Regions from separate parts of the Macaca mulatta genome. Here region 1 is linked to region 2. The links are chromatin contacts, called in public Hi-C maps. All regions are on one chromosome and are shown on one strand. Each heading gives the region's core, a stretch centred on a gene start, on an enhancer-like site or on the middle of the called end of the contact. The rest is flanking DNA. Distances are from core to core; before and after follow the strand shown.

Evidence for each region. A called contact is a pair of places that touch in the nucleus more often than the background predicts.
Region 1: a Hi-C map of blood shows a contact between it and region 2, with 2.1 times the contacts expected there. The contact joins the enhancer-like site here to the promoter of IER5L in region 2. A contact is called at or near these places in 4 of 14 Hi-C or Micro-C datasets (blood, fetal cortex germinal zone, fibroblasts and 1 more).

The regions. Positions count from the first base shown.
Region 1 is chr15:18,504,160-18,507,721 of T2T-MMU8v2.0, forward strand. The region is part of intron 9 of PTPA (protein phosphatase 2 phosphatase activator); the gene reads right to left. Among named protein-coding and RNA genes, the nearest start is that of PTPA, 29 kb to the right of the region's middle. Within about 2 kb of position 2,217, at least 27 of the 40 cell types and tissues checked have an H3K27ac peak or open chromatin away from gene starts, as enhancers often do. A contact at or near this core is called in blood, where this site is marked.
Region 2 is chr15:18,466,651-18,470,088 of T2T-MMU8v2.0, forward strand. IER5L (immediate early response 5 like) reads left to right here and starts at 1,313. Exons shown (of 1, transcript XM_015116647.3): 1 at 1,313-2,916. The coding sequence starts at 1,522. The coding sequence ends at 2,739.

The DNA.
Region 1 (3,562 bases), core at 967-3,466, 38 kb after region 2:
CACACACACGCATACACACATGCAACACACACGCAGGCACTTGGGGACCAAGCTACAACATCTGCCTGGGGTGCAAACATACAAACAGGCATATGCAAGTGCCAGAGACAGAGTTCCCCCTTGGCCCTCAAGGCCTGCTAGGAAAATATAACATTCCATGCCCACCCACCCACAGCCACCCCTCTTTCTCCCACAGCTAAAAAAAAGGGGGCCTAATTCCTGTCGCCCACCAAATCCCGCCGCCTCAGGAAGATAAGATCTCCACCTGAGCTTCTGGTGTCATTCCCACCGACTCCCCAGGAGCCTCAGAGCGCCTCTCCAGCACAGGGGTTCACTCGGGCTCAGATAAACAGCAGCAGCACCTTGACCCCACCCCTCCAGGCCCACCCCTTCTCCCCCAGGCCCCCCCCACAGGACACGTGGTCTGCACCTGCCACCAGCAGAGCTAAAAGAGATGAGGAAAGGGTCAATTTGCAAGAGGACCAAGGTGGGTATGACCAAACCCAGGTATCCGACAGCCCTCTGCATGGCAGGCAGAGTGAGGGAAGAGAGGGCGGATGGGAGGCAGGGGTGCCTGAAGGAGCAGCCAGCGTGGCCTGGCCAGGAGGTGGGGAAGGGGTGGCCGCCACAGCAGCTGAAAGAGGCAGGCACAAGGACGGATCCATTCCTGGTCCTCCCTCTTGCCAAAGAGTCTGACCCTCCAGGAAGGAAGAGGAAGATTCTGCAGCCAGCATGAAGTTCCCATGACGTCAGAAACCACAGAGGGACGCCTGTGTGCCTCAGCATATCCCCCTGACACCACGAGTCCAGCACATTTGTATTTATTAACCAAGCAGTTCATAATTCCCCTCGACATATTCCCCAGCTCATAGGCAGCATTTACAGGGGAACGGGGCTCTGCACCCCAGACCCATGCTGCAGAAGGAAGACTCTGCAAAGAGGCTGAGTCTGGCAAACAGAGACTTGGAAGGTTCCAGAAACATGCAGGTGTCAGGGGAGGCTGGGTTATCTGAAGGAGAAAAAATAAGCCAGAAACGCTCTCCAAAATGGGGCATCAGTTCACCACGAGGACCCTTAGGAGCCCCCACTCTTGAGCCATGGGCTGCCACCTGGTGACCCACTCCTGGCAGGCCTCTTACTTCTCTAGTAAGGGCAACTGTGACAAAACTTTTAAGATTTAAGTCAAAAAAAACTGTCATTTTACCCCTCATCTCCCTCCCCTGGCCCAGGTTCCCAAAAAGCCCATCCAAACACCCACGTTCAGGAGCAAGGACAACAGGCTCCTCCCTCCCCTCCCCTCCTCTCTCAGTCTCCACCACAGCCAAGCAAGAGCCCGAGGCACTCAACAGAGACAAAGCCCACCCTGGTCCCTGGGGGCCTTGTCTTGGGCCACTTGCTTCACCCAGAATCATCCAAGGCTCGCTCCTCCAGGAGGGCAGCCAGGCACCCCCAGCCTACAGGGGCCTCACCTCAGGGGAGCTTTGTTTCAACTGCGGGGCTCAACTACACTCCACCCCCAGCCCCTCCCCTCCTCCTCCCCGCCCTACCCCGCCCCTTCCCCAGTCTGCAGGCTCCAGCCCCGTGCATACTTCCAGGCCAGGGAAAGCTTAGGAAGCATGGAGCTGTGTAACCAGTTTCACTCTCTGGACAGGGCCCTCTGAGCAAGCAACCAGGGGGCACCCTGTCGGCTTCGTCTGCCAGGGGCCTGCCCGGCAAGGGCTCCGAGGCAAAGGCAGGCAGATGGGCGCTGGAAGACAGAACCCCTGCCTCCTGGCCAGCGTCGCCCACCAGGGCCAAAGAACAGATCCTCAAAAGGCCTCTGGCAGAGCCAGGGCTGGGCCCATGTCCTGGAACTCCAGTGGCCCTGGGCCCCCACCCACAGAAAGGCCAGAGAGGTAGTTTATTTGGAGGAGCTGCAGGCTGCCCCCCAGGCCTTCAATGCCCAGGGTCTCCCTAAGTCCTTCAGAAGGAGACCCTGTAACTCTGGCAAAGAAAACAGACGATGGGGGGAAAAAGAAATCGGGGCTGGAAGACCAAAAAAAAAAAAAAAAAATTAGCTCATTCTAGCCACAAAGGGAGAAGAGAAAGAACCAGAACGAGCAAGCGAGCTGCAGCCCGCAGTGACCCCAGGGGAATCGTGTGAGTCAGAGCAGCCATATTGAGCAGGAAATTACTCACAGACGCTGCGTTCCTGCCTCTCCACTCCCCAGAGAATCGGCCTTTTGTAAATGGCTCCTCTGTCAGTAACTGGGGGGATGGGCGGGGGTGGGGAGGCTCTGCACAGCGCCTTCCTGTCAGCTCCTTCCCTTCCAGCTGAAATCTGATCCCTCCCTTCCCAAAACTCCAAATTTAGAAGCCAGATTGAAACTGAAATTCTTTTCCTGCCTGCCCTGGGCTCTTAAAGGCGCCAGGGCTGCATTTCCAGAGGCTGCAGAGGCCCTGCAAGGTGGGGTCCCTCACCTTGGATGCCCAAAGGTATCAGTGCGGTCTTGGCATGAGACCCAGAAAGGGCTGTCCGATTCCATTCCCAAGTTCTAGGTGTTTTATTTAATCTCCCAGTTAAAAGAGCACCATGGTGAATCCAGGATCTCCAGAGGAAACATTGCCTCCTTCCCAACCAAGGTGTACAGAACTCTGTGCAAGCCTCCAGGTCCCGAGTGAGCTAGGCCAGGCCACTCACCAACTAGGGGCTGCAAAATGCTGCTCACTGCTCCGAGGTGGAAGAGGGTGGGCGCTCTGGAGAACCAACACAACCTGTGCTGCAACCAGCGGCCACGTGGCAAGATGGGCCCTTGCTGCAGCCACCTCAGCTCCTGGGCACACTCCTCCTAGCGCCCACTGTTGAACACCATGCCCAAGAGCCTAGACCCAAAGTGAAAACCCGGCCCTGAGGAGAAGGTGCGGAACAGCCAAAAACTCTAGGCACGCCCTCCCCTCCCTGTTCCTTCTGAGGCCTCAAATAAATGTAACCAAACCCTCTCCAAGTTCAATGTGCCTCTCCTGCCACCTAGTGGCTACTTTGAGATTTCCTCTAGTGGAGGAACTGGGTCCCAAACTTTGGAAAAGCTTTTGGGGTTTTTATACCAACATCATCAGCCAACCAACTAAAGACACAAACTTTTACCATGGAATCAATTCCCAAAATCCTGGAGGCCAAGGCTGGCCTGCCTCCTAGTTAGAATATAGACAGGGACCCAGAGGCCTGGCCAGCCGCCAGGGGGAGCCCAAACAGCTCAGCCTTTCAGTCACAGGCAAGAGCTCAAGTGTGGAATCTGCACCCTTCTTCCCACCCTGCTCCTCCAGCTTATCCTGAGGTCCCCCAGGGCTCCACAGACCCCCACATTCCACTCCACAGAGAGCAGCGCGTGACTGGCTTTCAAGGCAGTGAGCCAGGCTGCCCCCGAGTCCTCCCGACCTTGGGCCTGCCACACTGCTGAGGGCAGCAGATCTCCGGGAATGAAGCGGTGGCCGCCCAGCCATCAGGCCCGGCTCCATTTGCTGACTTGGAAAAAATGTGTCATTCCCCTCTGGCCCCTGGAGTTTGGCAGAAGCCTGAGCCGAA
Region 2 (3,438 bases), core at 63-2,562:
GACCCTTCTCAGGCAAACCTCCAGACCACTTCCAAGAGCCTCCCCAGCTGTCTCGGCAGCCTCCACCCCAGGCACCTTTGAACCCCGCTGGGAGCAGCAACCAGCCCCCTTCAGACCTCTTGGTCCAGATAGAGCGTCCCCAGGAATCAGCAATCCTGTCCCTCTCTTCTCCCATTGTCTCAGTCCCCAGCTGCGAGGAGGTGGCCCCTGAAGCGTTCAGGATAAGAAGGAAAACTGTGTCAACAGAAGTTAAGTCGGTGAGTTCCCGAGCCTTTGGTATCCACCTCCTGTCTGGAGCGCAGGGTCCTGTCCCAGCTCCTAGCTCCGCCCCCTGGGAACTGTATGGTTCCTCAAGTCACTCCACTCCTCCGAACCTCAGGCCCCTCCTCTACAAACGTTAGAGTGAGGCATTGGGGAGTTGCTGGGAAGGGCCTGCCCCATACTAGGCCCATAATAATAGTCCCTATTGTCATTATTATTAGTTAGGCACGAAAGGAAAGGTTACAGAGCTGGTGATTAGGACACTTAGCGTTTCGGCTCTCAGGACGCCTTTGAGCCTCAGTTGATCCCGAGGTCCACACACTCCCTGGGTCATGCGTGGCCTCAGAACTCTCTCCATCAGAGAAGGTCAAAATTCATGATGTTTTGGTTTTTCCTGTTAGACAAATGGGGAGGACCTCCCTTCCGCAAGCATTTCCAGAGGCCCCTCGGCCAAAAAGGGAGTCAGGCCCTACGTTCTCTGCGGTGGAGGGTACCCCCAAAACCTCGCTCCTTTGATGTCCCCCAGTGTCAAGCTGGCGGTCCCACCAGCCTCCTGTAGAGGCCTTGACTCCCGCGAGTCACCCGGGGGCCGACAGGTGGGCAGGTGGAGGCGCCGCGCGGCCCGGGGAGCTGTAAGCCGCGCGCACCTGCCGCAGGTGAGACCCAGCCGTGCGGAAGGGGGAGGAGCCGTCGCGCAGCACTCAGGTGATCCGACCCCCTGCTCCCGGGACCTAAGGCGAGGGCAGCCGCGGGCTTCAACGTGGCCGCTGCCAGGCGACCTATGCTGCAGACTGCGGCCCCGGCGGCTCCGAGTCCCGCGCGGCGCGGCGGCCCCAGGAGAACATTCGAGGCAGCAGCGGCGTTGTAGGCCCGGGGTCCGTTCGGTATTTGAATAGCACAAAGGAACCGCCTTGGTCTGATTGGCCAGCTAAGTAGCCCCGGGGCGGGCAGCGCCTGTCACTCGGGAGGCTCTCAGAGCTCCTATTGGCTCTTCTCATGTGGGGCGGGGCCCGGGCACCCGGCTAAATAGCTGGGGCCGGGGCCGGCCGAGACTCATTGCTTTGGCGCCGTCTGGGGAGCGCGAGCCCGCGGGTGGCGCGCAGCGCATGGTGGCGGCTCCTCTCGGAGCACAGCCGAACCGCTGACCCGGACTCCGTTCCCCCTGCCCGGCGCGCCCCGGCGGCCGGCTGGAGGCAGAAACAGCAGCAGCGTTAGCAGCAGCAGCGGCGGCGGCTGCTCCGCCGCCGTCTCCGCGGGAGCATGGAGTGCGCCCTGGACGCCCAGAGCCTGATCAGCATCTCCCTGCGCAAGATCCACAGCTCCCGAACCCAGCGCGGCGGCATCAAGCTGCACAAGAACCTCCTGGTGTCCTACGTGCTCCGCAACGCGCGCCAGCTCTACCTGAGCGAGCGCTACGCCGAGCTCTACCGGCGCCAACAGCAGCAGCAACAGCAGCAGCCGCCCCACCACCAGCACCAGCACCTAGCGTACGCGGCGCCGGGCATGCCGGCCAGCGCGGCCGACTTCGGCCCGCTCCAACTTGGTGGCGGCGGGGACGCGGAGGCGCGCGAGCCGGCCGCCCGGCACCAGCTGCACCAGCTCCACCAGCTCCACCAGCTGCACCTCCAGCAGCAGCTGCACCAGCACCAGCACCCGGCGCCCAGGGGCTGCGCGGCAGCGGCGGCGGCCGGAGCGCCCGCGGGCGGCGCGGGGGCGCTCTCGGAGCTGCCCGGGTGCGCCGCGCTCCAGCCGCCGCACGGCGCGCCCCACCGCGGGCAGCCCTTGGAGCCTCTGCAGCCGGGTCCTGCGCCGCTGCCGCTGCCGCTGCCACCGCCCGCTGCGCTCTGCCCGCGGGACCCTCGCACCCCGGCCGCCTGCTCCGCGCCCTCCGCGCCCCCAGGGGCCGCCCCTCCGGCCGCCGCCGCTTCTCCGCCCGCCTCCCCGGCCCCCGCCTCCTCCCCCGGCTTCTACCGGGGCGCATACCCGGCCCCCTCGGACTTCGGCTTGCACTGCAGCAGCCAGACCACCGTGCTGGACCTAGACACTCACGTGGTGACCACGGTAGAGAACGGCTACTTGCACCAGGACTGCTGCGCCTCCGCCCACTGCCCCTGCTGTGGCCAGGGCGCTCCGGGACCGGGCCTGTCGTCCGCCGCCGGCTGCAAGCGCAAGTATTACCCTGGCCAGGAGGAGGAGGAAGACGACGAGGAGGACGCGGGCGAGCTGGGGGCCGAGCCCCCCGGGGGCGCCCCGTTCGCCCCCTGCAAGCGCGCCCGCTTCGAGGACTTCTGCCCGGACTCGTCCCCGGACGCGTCCAACATCTCAAACTTGATCTCCATCTTTGGCTCCGGCTTCTCGGGGCTCGTGAGCCGACAGCCGGACTCCTCGGAGCAGCCGCCGCCGCTCAACGGGCAGCTGTGCGCCAAGCAGGCGCTCGCCAGCCTCGGCGCCTGGACTCGAGCCATTGTCGCCTTCTAGGGACCCCCGAGGGCACAGGGACCCGGGGCCCCGCGAGGCTGGGGCCAGACAAAGACTCGGCCAAGGGGCGAGAGGGGGGAACGAGCGGGCGCCGGGCCACTCGGGGCTGAGCTGAGGGCGAGCAGGGGCAGGGGCAGGCGGCTGATGTTTTATAAATTGTAAAATAAAAAAAAGAAATTTAAAATCTTGGACTTTATTTTTGCAGAGAGAAAAGCGCCTATTTAAGTATGCTTTGTGTTTCTCCTACTCTTTTTTTCTTTTTATTGTAGTGATTGCAGTGGTGTTTAGCGAGGAGCCTGCCACGTGAGGGAGGGCTGCTGCCCGGAGAAGCTGCCGGGCAGCCGGGGGCGAGGCAGGGCGCCCTGGCCGCCGGGGCGCGCTGGGGGCGCAGCGCAGGAGGGCGCGGGACCCGGGACGCCGATTCCAATCAGTTGTCAGACCCGGGAAGCCCGACGTTCCGCTCTCCCAAGTCTCTCTGTGGGGTGAGGAATGGGTCTTGTGAAATTCTGAGCAAAAACAAAGGCAAACTATCTCCGAAAGGGACGTTTGGGTCACATTTCCTCTCTGGGGGCGGACTCCAAAGTTCTCAAAATGAGAAGGCAGAAATGAAAACACTTCAACTTTTTTTTTCTTTTCTTCCCGGGGCGGGTGTCTTGAACCCTTCTTCTCCCCGCCCCTCTGGCTCCGTTCTCCTCCCCT